Regions from separate parts of the Mus musculus genome. Here region 1 is linked to region 2. Evidence: chromatin contacts called from public Hi-C data. All regions are on one chromosome and are shown on one strand. The core of a region is the stretch at or near the end of the contact, and the rest is flanking DNA. Distances in the headings are between cores, read along the strand shown. Region 1 holds the start of Lrrc49 (leucine rich repeat containing 49). Region 2 overlaps Thsd4 (thrombospondin, type I, domain containing 4).

The links. Hi-C and Micro-C count contacts between places; a contact is called where the count stands out from the background.
Region 1: a Hi-C map of uterus shows a contact between it and region 2, with 2.4 times the contacts expected there. The contact joins the promoter of Lrrc49 here to the enhancer-like site in region 2. A contact is called at or near these places in 4 of 39 promoter capture datasets (the 3T3-L1 cell line, the C10 cell line, the SN4741 cell line and 1 more), 2 of 484 Hi-C or Micro-C datasets (muscle stem cells and uterus) and 1 of 9 other capture datasets (adipose tissue).

The regions. Positions count from the first base shown.
Region 1 is chr9:60,684,030-60,690,041 of GRCm38.p6, reverse strand. It overlaps Lrrc49 (leucine rich repeat containing 49), which reads left to right and starts at 1,908. Exons shown (of 17, transcript NM_145616.4): 1 at 1,908-2,230; 2 at 2,847-2,903; 3 at 4,920-5,007. The coding sequence starts at 2,183.
Region 2 is chr9:60,307,792-60,313,856 of GRCm38.p6, reverse strand. The region is part of intron 6 of Thsd4 (thrombospondin, type I, domain containing 4); the gene reads left to right. Among named protein-coding and RNA genes, the nearest start is that of 2010001M07Rik, 23 kb to the left of the region's middle. Within about 2 kb of position 3,991, at least 66 of the 459 cell types and tissues checked have an H3K27ac peak or open chromatin away from gene starts, as enhancers often do. A contact at or near this core is called in adipose tissue, muscle stem cells and uterus, where this site is marked.

The sequences.
Region 1 (6,012 bases), core at 659-3,158, 380 kb before region 2:
TTACTGCTTCAAATGATCTGATGGAGGACTTTTCTCAAAGGAGTTCCTGATGACGACCATTTAAGTTGGTTATAGATCTAGTCAAACGGACAGACAGATCAGCTGTCACAGTTGGCCTGCTGAGAGCACTGCATCAAAGATTGTATCAGATAGATAATTGCTTCAGCTGCAACAAGCATGAACTAACGCCCGCATTCTCATGCAGCTCCACACTGCTGACTTGGCTGCCCAGTTCTTCCCCCAAGCTTCAGCTCAGCACCACATCTGTGTCCCTGCGAGCTTCCCTGTTTTTAGCATTCAAGACATTGCCTGAAAATGAGTTAGTGAAGAGAGGACAGGCTGAACACAGGCTTCAGAAGCAAAATACATGGGCCAAGGGTTGACTGTGATGACAATCAATGCTTAATTAATATGGTAAGTATTGTGCCTCAGACATTACTCCAAGTAACTAACTCTCTACAGCTCTGGAAAGGCTTTGGCTGAGATGCGATAACATCTTTCTATTACAGATGAGGAACCTGGGCATAGGAAGCATGCTTAATTATTGGCAGAACCATAACTGAAACCCATGAGTTGGCCACCAAGTTTATTCTTGTAACCACCATGATTTCATACCTTAGCTAACCTCCACACCCCACCCCCACACATAAAGATAAATATTTTAAAAAACATAATATGTAAGTCAGGGATCAGGAGAAACTATATTTGAGCTTATTGCTTTAAAAAAGGGACAGAACTTTATTGATGGTGCCAGAAAATGGGAAAAGGAATAACTATGGTTACTGCCGGGAACAGGTGAGCAGTCTCAAAAGAGAGGAATGCTGAGGAACCAAAAGATCAGCATTATGTCTATGAACTCTTCAGGACAGTGGTATTAATAGGATGGTAGGGAAAGGAGAAAAATCATGCAAGGATGTGTAAGTTGTGTTCATAATTTTGATCCAAAAATTATATGTTTACATTCCAAATGATGATAGAATATCACTAAAGGAAGGGTCTTAGGCATCCACCCAGATGTGGGAAGCAGGTTAGTATTACAGAAAGAATATTGTTCTGGTGACTGGAGGTATAATAAGAATTCCAGGCCATTGAAGAAGTTAATTTTTGGATGTGTCTCCTCACATAAAATGGATAGGTTTGGACTAGTTGAGAAATAAGGTTGCCTTCAGCCCTGTCATTCTATACAAGTCTCACAATTCAAAGTCAAAATGTCAGTTACAGACCACTTAACTTCTTGGCAACCTTTTCTCAGATTTAGAACTAAACATTCCTTCTGCACTGTCATAGAGCCACTGTTTAATCCACATAATGGTCATAGGGTGGAAGCTGGATTGTCCCAAAGAGGGCTTGGAAGTTTTTAAGAGAGCAAGTAGTGATAATTCGATGCAAGGAATATGTAATCAGTATTTGGGGGTGGGGTGGGGGCAGAAAGGTATGCAGTGAGGAGATGACTGGAAGTTTGTTTAGCTCGCCAGGAACATGAACTTGAAGGCAGCCAGTATCAGTCAAAAGAAGCTTAGGGAAGGGAAGGGGTTATTAGCAAGACTTGTCTTCAGTAGTAGCTTCACAGCTTTAGTCTTTTTTTTTTTTTTTTTTTGGACAGATCGATTGTCTGGCGCACTCCGTTCCTCTGCCCGCAGGGGCCTCAGGAAAGCTGGCTTCCCTTCACTATCTCCAGGTCGGATTGTATCCTTCCTTGTCTCGGCTTAGTGGAAGGGCCAAATTAAATGGGAAGGTTATGAGCACCTTCCTCCAGCTCTTCCCTGCGATCTTGCCAGGAAAACAGGCAGCAGCAGGCAGAGGGAATCAAACTTCCCGCGGGCAGTGTTGAGGCGGGTCCTAAAGAGGAAAGGACCGGAAGTCATGGTTGCCATAGCCACCGATGTGTCCTCCCTCTTCCTCGTCTTATCCTCCTCCGGATCCTCCCGCTGTTTTCAAGCGGCCTGGAAAAAAAAAAAAAATCCAGAACGAGGAAGTGCTGACGCACGGGGCCCCACAGATACTCCCCGAGGCTAGCCGCCCGGACGGCCCAAAGATCTAGGGCGAGGACCAGACCGGAAATGGTGGTTTCTATGGTAACCCCTGAGCGGGTTGCCTGGGAGATGACCCCTTTTGGTCTCTTTGAATCTTAGCTGTAGGATTACCTCGAAGGAGGATTGAACATCCTGGACTGTCTCCTGCCATGATTCCCGGAAAATATCGCTCCGTTTCTGGCCGAGCTGCAAATAACGTGAGTTGGGCCTTCCTGATTTTTCTTCCTTTCCGATAGTAGTCTTGTCCTCTCTGACTGGCGTCTTTGTCCTAGGTGATGGGCTGTATTACTGGGATCGGGGCGACTGAAGCTATTGTCTCATTGAGGCTAGGGTTTCCTGGGCTAGTCCAAAGCACTCTGAGAGTTTTTGAATATTGTATGATGGGTGTTTAAAATCTTGCCCAGGGCCCGAGCTCCCCAGAAGGTGGAGCTGGTTTGCTAGGCAAACACTGGGATTCCTTTAGTTATCCCCCACCCACTTCTTCCTTTTTTTCTATTGAGAAAGGAACCTGTTCTTAGACACTCCCACCTCCTTTATTCAAGCACTGACATCCTGACTGGCAACAGAAATGTCGGGGCTCCAAAGCCTGAGGTACAAGGTGGGTGAAATCCGTGCCTCCGACATTTTGAAAAATAAATTAATGAAAGCATTTGACTTGATTTTACTTGATTCCTAGACTTCAGAAAATGCTCATTTACCAGAAAAGGCAAAGAAAGATGGAATATTTGACTGTGTTCCATTTCTTATAATGTGTTTATACTATGGTGTGTATGCATTAAGAAATCATTTTATAATTTAACTTTTACATTTCAGGTGAACTGTGGACTTCATCTGGTTATTCAAACGTCGTCACTTTCTGACAAAAACAAAGTAAGATTTAAGCAGATTTGTATTTAAGTTGAAAATAAATGGTCAGATATTGTACACAAATACTTGTATATTTTATATATAGATTCTGACCTCGGGGCTGAGGGTCTCTTATTTTGGTTTTCAATGTAAAGCTGACTTTATTTTCTGTCTACTTTCATAAAGCCAAATCATCCCTCTTGTATCAATTTAGGTCATTCCATTACAAGAGCCCCTCCCCTTACATTTAAACATTTCTGGTGAAGGTATTTCTTAAAAGTGGTTGTATGGCATAATTTAATTAAGAAATGCTTTCTTCCTTAGACATAGGTAAAATGATGGTATCATTCTAATGGTAGCATCTCTGGAAGGATAAAATGGGACATTTTAGGAGGATTTCACTTTGTGATTCATTTTAAATCAGAAGAAAAACTAGCTTAGCAGAGGAAATGTTAGTGTTTTAATAACGTATTGAGTGTTAGATTCTTATTTTGTGTGTGTGTGTGTGTGTGTGTGTGTGTGTGTGTCTGTGCATCCGTCTCTGTGTCTCTCTGGAGGCCAGAGGAAGTTGTCAGATGCTCTGGAGGTGGTGTTACAGGCAGTTGTGACACCTGTCATGGGTACTAGGAACCCAACTCAGGTCCCATGGAAGAGCAGCAGTGGTCCTAACCACTGAACCCTCTTTCTACACCCAGACCATTTACTTGTAATATCTTGGTAATTTCCAAAGTCTCTGGCTTTTCATTTGGTTTTTGAGATACATTTTTTTTCTTTCTTTCCTGCCTCACTCACCTCAGCACTCACGCATGCCCACTCCCCTATGCTAGCCGTACACAATACACTTCTCCCCTTAAATAATGTGTATGCTCTCAACCGTCACAGTTCATTTGTTCCCTAAAACATTGTGAAGTGGACATCACTGGAAGGACTCTGTAGTATAAAGGCCGGAGTTTACAGACAGCAGCAAGAAGAGACTAAACGGAGGCCATAGGAGGTTTGAATGGGAGGGGCCACTGATTAACAGACTGCAGCTGACTAGTTACATTTGGATGTCAAAATAGCCAACCCTTCCCTGTGTGACTCCCCTGACCTCATCGTTTGATCATCTCCAATAACAGCTGAATTAATGAAAAAAATGTATTTATTAGAATCAGGCATAATGGACTGTATGTAAAACTTTCCTACCTGCCTTGGCCAGGTGGGTCTTTTTCTACCGTTATGTGCTTGTAGGAGTGCTGTGTTTTCAACATCCTTTTTATACCATCCTCTCTTGTGTAGACATGTGTTCACACTGATGGAGTGCGAATGCTGCTGTGATCGGGTGGGTGATGGAGAAGCCTCGGAAGTCTTTGAAGATGGATTTTTAAAGTTTTAATGGACAGTTTTAGGAGGCGAGACTGGTTTGGGCTTTTCAGTTCTGCCATGAAAAATTATTAAAAAGAGTTAAAATTCTTAAATATGCAATTTTATTGCATTACAATTTGACATGTGAAGGATTTTTAAAAAGTCAAGAGCTCCACTTAGCTTTTATTGTTTGCATTTCTTTTTTTATTGAGCAAATAATTCTTTCAGTCATTGCATTTGTGGCAATTATATTTGTGGACAGTTTGGAAGTATTTTAATCTGATCTTGTGTAACTGCCTTTAATTGTAAGTTTGGAAAAATTGTACCTCCCATGCAAATTCCAATATAACCCGTTTTAAAGTTTACACCTCAGGGGCACTAAGTCCATGCACAGTGTTGCAAGAGCATCTCCTCCATTTAGATGTAGGACATTTCATCAGTCCACATACACTCTCATCTTCATTAAGCAGTTGCTCCCAGTTCCTCACTTATCTTAAACCCTTGGAAACTGCAAATGTGCTTTCTGTCTATGCATTTTTCAACCATGGGTAGTTCATATGAATGGAATCATATAATGTGTGGCCCTTCTGGGGCCATCCTTTTTTTAAAAAGCACATTTTATCTGTTATCTTATAATAAAGTTTATCTCTGTCAATTTCTTCCTATCAATATATATTCTTAAATACTATTTTTCAGGTTGAATTCAGGCTTAACAGAGAAACACCACCATTTCCTGGTAGACTGTTACAGCATGACCTGGAGAGGAACTACTCAAGCAGGCAAGGTACTGTCACTAACAGAGAGCGGAGTCATTCCCTTTGAACAGTATCATTTAATATTGTTGAATGACTAGAACCCAGGAAACCTGAATTACAAAATGAAATAGTTCAATTGGTTACAAACTTGGTTTGATATTGTTTAAATCGGAATTGGCAATATAGATCTATACACATAGACAGACCGACAGACAGACAGACACACCATAGTGGATTGCTTCCAATGCATAAACAAATAAAACAACTCCCCCTATTCTAGTTTGAAAGCAGGTGGAGAGGAATGTTCTGATTATATATTAGAGATAAAAACAATGGCTAATTAGTAAGCTAGAGGCTATAGGAAGACAAATATTTTGAAAATAAGAAATCAGTGGAAAGTTGGGACCACACTGTCCCATGGTCACAGAGACACAGGCATTGCATCATCAGAAGCCTTAATCTTGATGTGACTCACCTGGGAGTTTGTTAAAAACTCCAGTTCTCAGTGCGTCCTTCTCTTCCCCACTGTGATTTTGTAGGCTTGGATGGTGCTTGTGGATGTGCGTTCACAGTGCCACAGTTGACTCTGACAGGTGCGGTGGGGATGTAGAGTGTGGCCCGCCCTTGGGCAGATGCTAGGTAATATGATTTGGTTGTACTTCTGAAAGATGTTTTTAAAATCAAAGTGAAGTCTCCTTCAGAACATTTGATTCCTATTGATCTCATTACTTGTGTGCCAGTGCAGATGAGTTCCAGGTCCTTGGATATAGCATTGCCTCCTCCTCCTCCTAGGAGCACCTGCTTCCCTCCTCCCACACCCTCCCCCCACCTCCCTTGTGCTTTCTGGCCCTCTAGATTTGCTTGCTGTGTCTAGATGTCTATACAAGAAGACTGGTCAACAGAGGCCCCTCGATTGTCCATTTCATTACTGTTTGAGCCAAAGGCAGTATTGAATAGTTTGACTATTGATTAGTATGTGGTTTTGGTTTGGTTTGGTTTGGTTTGGTTTGGTTTTGCAGTATCTCTGGGCCTTC
Region 2 (6,065 bases), core at 2,742-5,241:
GGGGGTACAGAAATCAGAGTGTATGGCCCCTGGTGGTGACGGAGGTCTGGCTGCGTTGTCCTGGGCTTCTCCGGGCACTGGGAAAACAGCTCTGAGATAGCCAGCTGGGATGCCAAAGAGAATTTTGATGTGGTCACATGAATACTTGGTTTCCATCTGAAGCCACTGGGTCTCCTGCAGCCACAGTCACTGGGGAGAAGTGTAGCTTTACCTTTGACTTTGCAGTTGGCAAGACTAATCATGTCTCCTCTGGCTTCAAGTTGATAGATTCATTTTTTTTTTTGTCAAATTATGGTCTTGAAACACACTGATTAAATGGCAAGACATGCTGAGTGAGGCTCTACTGGCACTGGATGTGAGAATGGGTGCAGAGGTCCCGTCTCTGGGATGGCACCAGGGCCTGTCTCCTCCCTAAGGGGGAAGCAGGAAGAACCCATTGGATACTGAAGGAATTTGCTCTGTTCTCTGCTCAGGCTTCCTCAGTTGGGGCAGCCAGGGACATGGAAAGGTAGTCCGGCTCTCAGGAAACACCTCAGGGTCCCAGTCCAGGGCTGCATGTGGAAGGGATGCAGGCTCCCTCACATTGCGATTCATAGAGGGCTGGCTCTGAGCTGTGAACCTTCCCCACCTCGATGCCACTGAGGTGGCCTTTGTCTCGTGGGTTTTTGCTGTGTGAAGATACAATACTGCTTTCTTGTCAGCATCTTCTGAGAACCCGACACCAATATGGAGTTAAACATGCCAAGGTTTTATTAGAGGAAACAGATGGTTAGGAGACCAGTCAGACAGTAACAGAAGCCCGTCCTCCATCAAAGGAGGGAGGGGTCGGAGGTTGGTGGGAAGTATTCTCAGTCACCATGGAGGGTCACCAAGGCCATCTAGGAGTCTTTTAGTCAAGTAAGTTTCTAGAGGAGTCCTAGGTCTCCTGGGAATAGTCTTGCCTCTGTACCCCACTGGGATCAGCCGTCACCCCTGGGAACAGGCCGTGGGAAGCTCAGCTTGGTGCCAGCACCACTGTTGTAATGGATTTGAAGCATAGCAGCCGGAGCTCTTGCCAGTTTCATGACCTGTAATCTGAGGTCTGTAGAGTGTTCTCATTCTCATGGGTGCCACACTTAGCCACACCGCAGAGTGTCTGGGAGGGTGAGAGAGATGGCACATCATACTTTACGGATGACACTTTCTATGTGTGATTATGTGATTATGTTTATGTATGGACATTGAGGATGTGAGACAGGAAAGAATTAATATTAGCATGGAGTCCGGAAGACCTGAAGAAGGAAAGGGCCCTGCTGAAATCTTTCGAGTTTTTTCCTTAATTTAAATCTCCCCAGAACCCAGAAAAGCTGGCTGCCTGATATCAACACTTCAGAATGCAGTGTGCCTGAATAGGAACCCTGGTTAAAGAAAGTCCTGTGACCTTACGATCCACGCGCTGTCACAAAGGTAGGCGTAGTTAATGAAGAGGGAAGTTTCTGTCTACTGTGCTATACTGAATCTTTAGTGCTTATGAAGGGGCCTGTATACAGAAGGTGCTCATGAGTTGTGCCTGTATCCAGAAGGTACTCATGAGGTATTAGCATGGCCCTTTGAGCTTGGCATCCAGTCTAGCTCCTTGCGATTCCATTTGAGACTCTCCTTGATGAGGCCTCTGTAGCAGCACTAGCTCTGTGGGGAGAGTGGAATCTTGACTGAGAGGCACCCTCCGCTGTTTCCTGCCCACAAGACCCTGGCAGAAGTAGCCACTTGGGCACGGATGCCTTCTGGACAAAGATGCAGGATGTGTTGACACAGCAGCCCAGCCTGAATGTATGAGCTTCCTTTCTCTGTAGCTATGAGGCCTGGCTTCCAGATCAGGCATGTGTTCTGTGGGTGGGTCCAATTAGCCCAAAGTCCCTTGTTAACTGTTCTTGCAACTGTTACTGTGGCGTGGAAGTGGAGAATGGCTTGGTGATTCCAAACAGCTGCTTCCAAGCTTCCCGCTTGTGATGTTCGGCCTCTTGGACATTAGCTTTCTCACCCTCAATGTGCACTAATTAGGCTGAGCCTTTGTGTTTCCTTGGCCAGGAGCCTTGCCACTCTGGGCATTTGCAATTTTGGACAGGAAAAATGCGGATTGAAGTGGTTGGCAGCTGGCACAATGCAGGAGGGCAAAGATGTCAGTGAGCATTCCCATGGCGCCGGCACGGGCATTCCTGTTTTCCCAAGCACCGGCGAGATGGAGCTGTGAGTGGTTCTGGCTGTCATTGAGAACACAGGAAGTTTATGGCTTACTCTTTATGTGCGCTGCTTCCCACTCAGCCAAGCCAACGTTTGTATCAAGTAGCCAAATTGTGCCTCCGTGTGTGTTTGTGTGTGTGTATGTGTGTGTGTGTACTTATAATGTGTATGTGTAGTGTGTGCACATATGTGGGTAAAGTCCAGAGTTCAAAGCTGAGTGTCTTCTACTGTTCTTCCCCTCCCCTCCCCTCCCCTCCCCTCCCCTCCCCTCCCCTCCCCTCCTTCCTTTCTCTTTCTTTGGGGGGTGGGCAGAACTCAGAGTTCTTGGCTTAGCTATAACAGGTGTATTTGCCTGCATTTAGAGAATGGGCCCCAGTTAGCCCAATGCCTGCCTAGTGATGGCCCTGAAACCATTCACATTCCACCTAGCTCTGGGGATGGAACTCGTGTCTCATGCTTGTTCAGCGAACACTTTTCTGACTAAGCCTTCTCTCTCAGCTCCTCAGACACCCAGTTTTTCAGATAGCATCAAACAGGCAGGGAATGTTTCTTAGCCAGTGCTTGCTAGAGAACCGTTCGCTCTGGTGGACAAGTTAACTCCAAAGAAGCTTGCGGCTCTGCTTCCCTCTCCATCCCCACCTTTTCCTTTTTATCCACAAGTAGCATGGATCCACTGGGCCTCCTATGCCAAATATGTGAATTCAGAGATGAGTAAGATGTGACCTCTGCCCTCAAGAAATGCACTGCCTCCAGGCCTCACGGCTTTAGTCACCGGTTGATCCTTAACGGGGCAGTTGGGATGGATTAGAAAAGTGACAGGGGAGACTGACTTGTGATAAGATACAATGTAGCAAACAGAAAACAAGAGCAGTGTATCCACAACCCTGATCATGGTAAACTGGGGCTCAGTTAAATCATGGGGGAGTAAAGAGCCCACTCATGTGGGATAAAGGCAGCCAACACACAATCCCAAACAGGGGCGCCTTTCCTGATCACAAGAGAAACAGACTTTAAGACTGCCTCACAGTTCCAGCCTGAAAAGCAGCCCTTGGCCACTCCAGAACTTTCTCTAGGGAGTAAACATCTCTCTTTCCAAAACCAAGGTCAGAGGAGAGGTCAGGGGTGAAGGGTGAGACTGCCTGTGAATCCAATGTGGCTCGTTGCCAGCTACTTAATAAATATCCCTAGAAAAATCAGTAACTTTCACTTTTATTATGGATTTTATCACCACACTTGTCATTTTTTTCCCCCATGCTCCAGTTCTCAGGGCAGCTGCTGTAAGGCTGCACCTGGGATCCACAGGGGCTATCCCCCAGGGACGAACGGCACCACACTTGGTATTGCCCAGGGCTGCAGCCCAAGGCTGGCCCTACAGGGCAGGTGGCTCAGCATGCCAGTGTCTGACGCAAGCACAGGCCAAGCAGCAGCTCCCGCACTGGCTCACAGTGTTAAAGCCTGGGCATCCTCTGAGTTTGTTAGAAGACAGATTTGCAACCTTCTCTGTTCTCAGACCTGTCAGAAGAAACGGAGGAGAAGAGGAGCAGCCTTCATGGAAGCCACACTGTCCATCTGGGACAAATTGCAAAGATGTTACGAGCTGCTTTTTGAAGCTGGGCATTCAGAAATAGAACGTGGCCGAGTGACAGGCTGGAACAGATGGGCCAGGGCTGGGCCGGATTTCAGGAAGGCCCTGCTTCCCAGGCAGAATTGCTGGAGGTCAGGTCCTGGGCGGGTGAGCGCACTCTTGGCACGAAGCAGGCCTGTGTGACTTGGGTTGCATTCATCTGTGAAACACGTTGGATCTGAGAAATGAGTCTTGGATCCTCGGCTGTGTTAGCATCAGAATCATATTTTATTAATTATACGAGACAGTACAAGTGACATGATCAGAATAATGCCTGCCATACAGCTCACACTCCAGAGGCATGAACAGGCCAGCAGCGGCATCTTCTTTTGGGTGGTGTCTCTTTGCTTAAACCAGAGCTGTCAGCTTAGGAAACATTGTTTCAGGCAAGCAGGCCTGCCTACTTTGTCAAGGACTTGAACTACATTTGTACTCCTAGGAGAAATTCGGATTTTAGTTTTGGTTTTGGGGTGTTGTTGTTGTTGTTGTTTTGTGTGTGTGTGTGTGAGAGAGAGAGAGAGAGAGAGAGACAGAGACAGAGACAGAGACAGAGACAGAGACAGAGAGAGAGAGAGAAATCTTTACTTCTTAGAATCCTCACTAAAATTAGGCTTTTCTGAAAGGAGAAAGTTGTACTTTCTAGGCAGAGGATATAATTCATTTGGTAAAATGTATGCCTGACATGCACACAGCCCTGGCTTTAATCACTATACAGAAGGGAAAAAAATGAATGGCTATAACCCCAGTACATAGTCAGAGGATTAGAAACTAAGGGTTATCCTTGGGTGCATATCAATGTTGATTAGAAAATTTTGAGGCTAGCTTTGGATACATGAGGATCTGTCTCATAAAGAGAGAGGGTGTCTTGGGTGTCTTTCAAGAATGGAGGTGGAAAAGTAGCTCATTTGGTAAAGTATGTGTACTGAGCATGTGCAATGTCCTGGGTCCCATCTCCAGTACCATATAAAGTAGGAGTGATGGATGCCTTTTGCCAGCCCCCAAGTGGCTCAGAAGTTCAAGGTCATCCTTAACTACATAGTAAGATAGAAAATTAAAAATAAATTATAGGCATGGTGGCACACACCTTTAATCCCAGCACTCGCTACTGGAGGCAGAGGCAGGCAGATCTCTGAGTTCAAGGCCAGCCTGATCTACAAAGCAAGTTCCAGGAACAGCCAGGGCTGCGTAGAGAAACCCTGTCTCAAAACATTCTCTCTCTCTCTCTCTCTCTCTCTCTCTCTCTCTCTCTCTCACACACACACACACACACACACACACACACACACACACACACACACACACATCTAAAAACATCTGAAGGTAACAAGCAGATTTAATATGTTTTGAGAGGAGATCTGATTTGAGGCTTAGAGGAAATCATGCAGCTACCTACCGATCTGATTGGTAATGTTTGTAGGGAGTGTGGGAGGAAGGCATGTGTGGGGCATATTGCTCTATTTCTACCATCTCTACCCTTACCAGGGACCTTCTAGGCCCAGCAGGCTTGATGAATGGAATAGACCTCTCTTCTGGAGCCTGCCATTCTAGTGAGCAGTGGAGATCTGGGCAGCTGTGTTGTCATGCTGCATGTTTCCAGTTCCTGGCTGGGTATCTTTTACCAAGAGGTCAGTGGTGAAGGTTCCCCCACATCTGCAGGGAGCCTCCCATGGAATGCGGATGTGTCAAATAACACCCCCACCCCCGCCCAAATCAAAGTCTGAGCAGATGCTGGACAGGGTTTCTCACTTGTAGCCATCTCATAGTGAAGGGGTAAGGGCCAGTTGTTGAGCTAGAATGTGTGACGTCGCATTTGAAGAGCTGGATCCCAAAAGGCATGGCATGCAACAAATCTCCATCCTGAAAGGCCACTTTGGTAGGCAGTTTGGGCATTGTGATCCATCGAGGGGAAACAGGGATAGAGCCGTGGCCTCCGTACCCTGCTCTTCCTCCTCCAGCATGTGTGAAGCCTGTGCCTGCTCTCTCTCCTCTTCCAGAGACACAAGCCTTAATCCGTTTAGTTATTTAGGACAATTGTTTTTCAACTTTCAGGGAATTATTGTGTGTGCGTGGGTAGGGATTTGTGTTCACATGCATGTGGGTGCACGTGCATGTATCTATGTGTGGAGGCCTGTGGTCAACCTCATGTGCTCCTCAGAAGCCACCCACCCTGACTTTTAATGCACGGTTGGTCTCCCCTTGGTATTGAGGGATGGTTGATGAG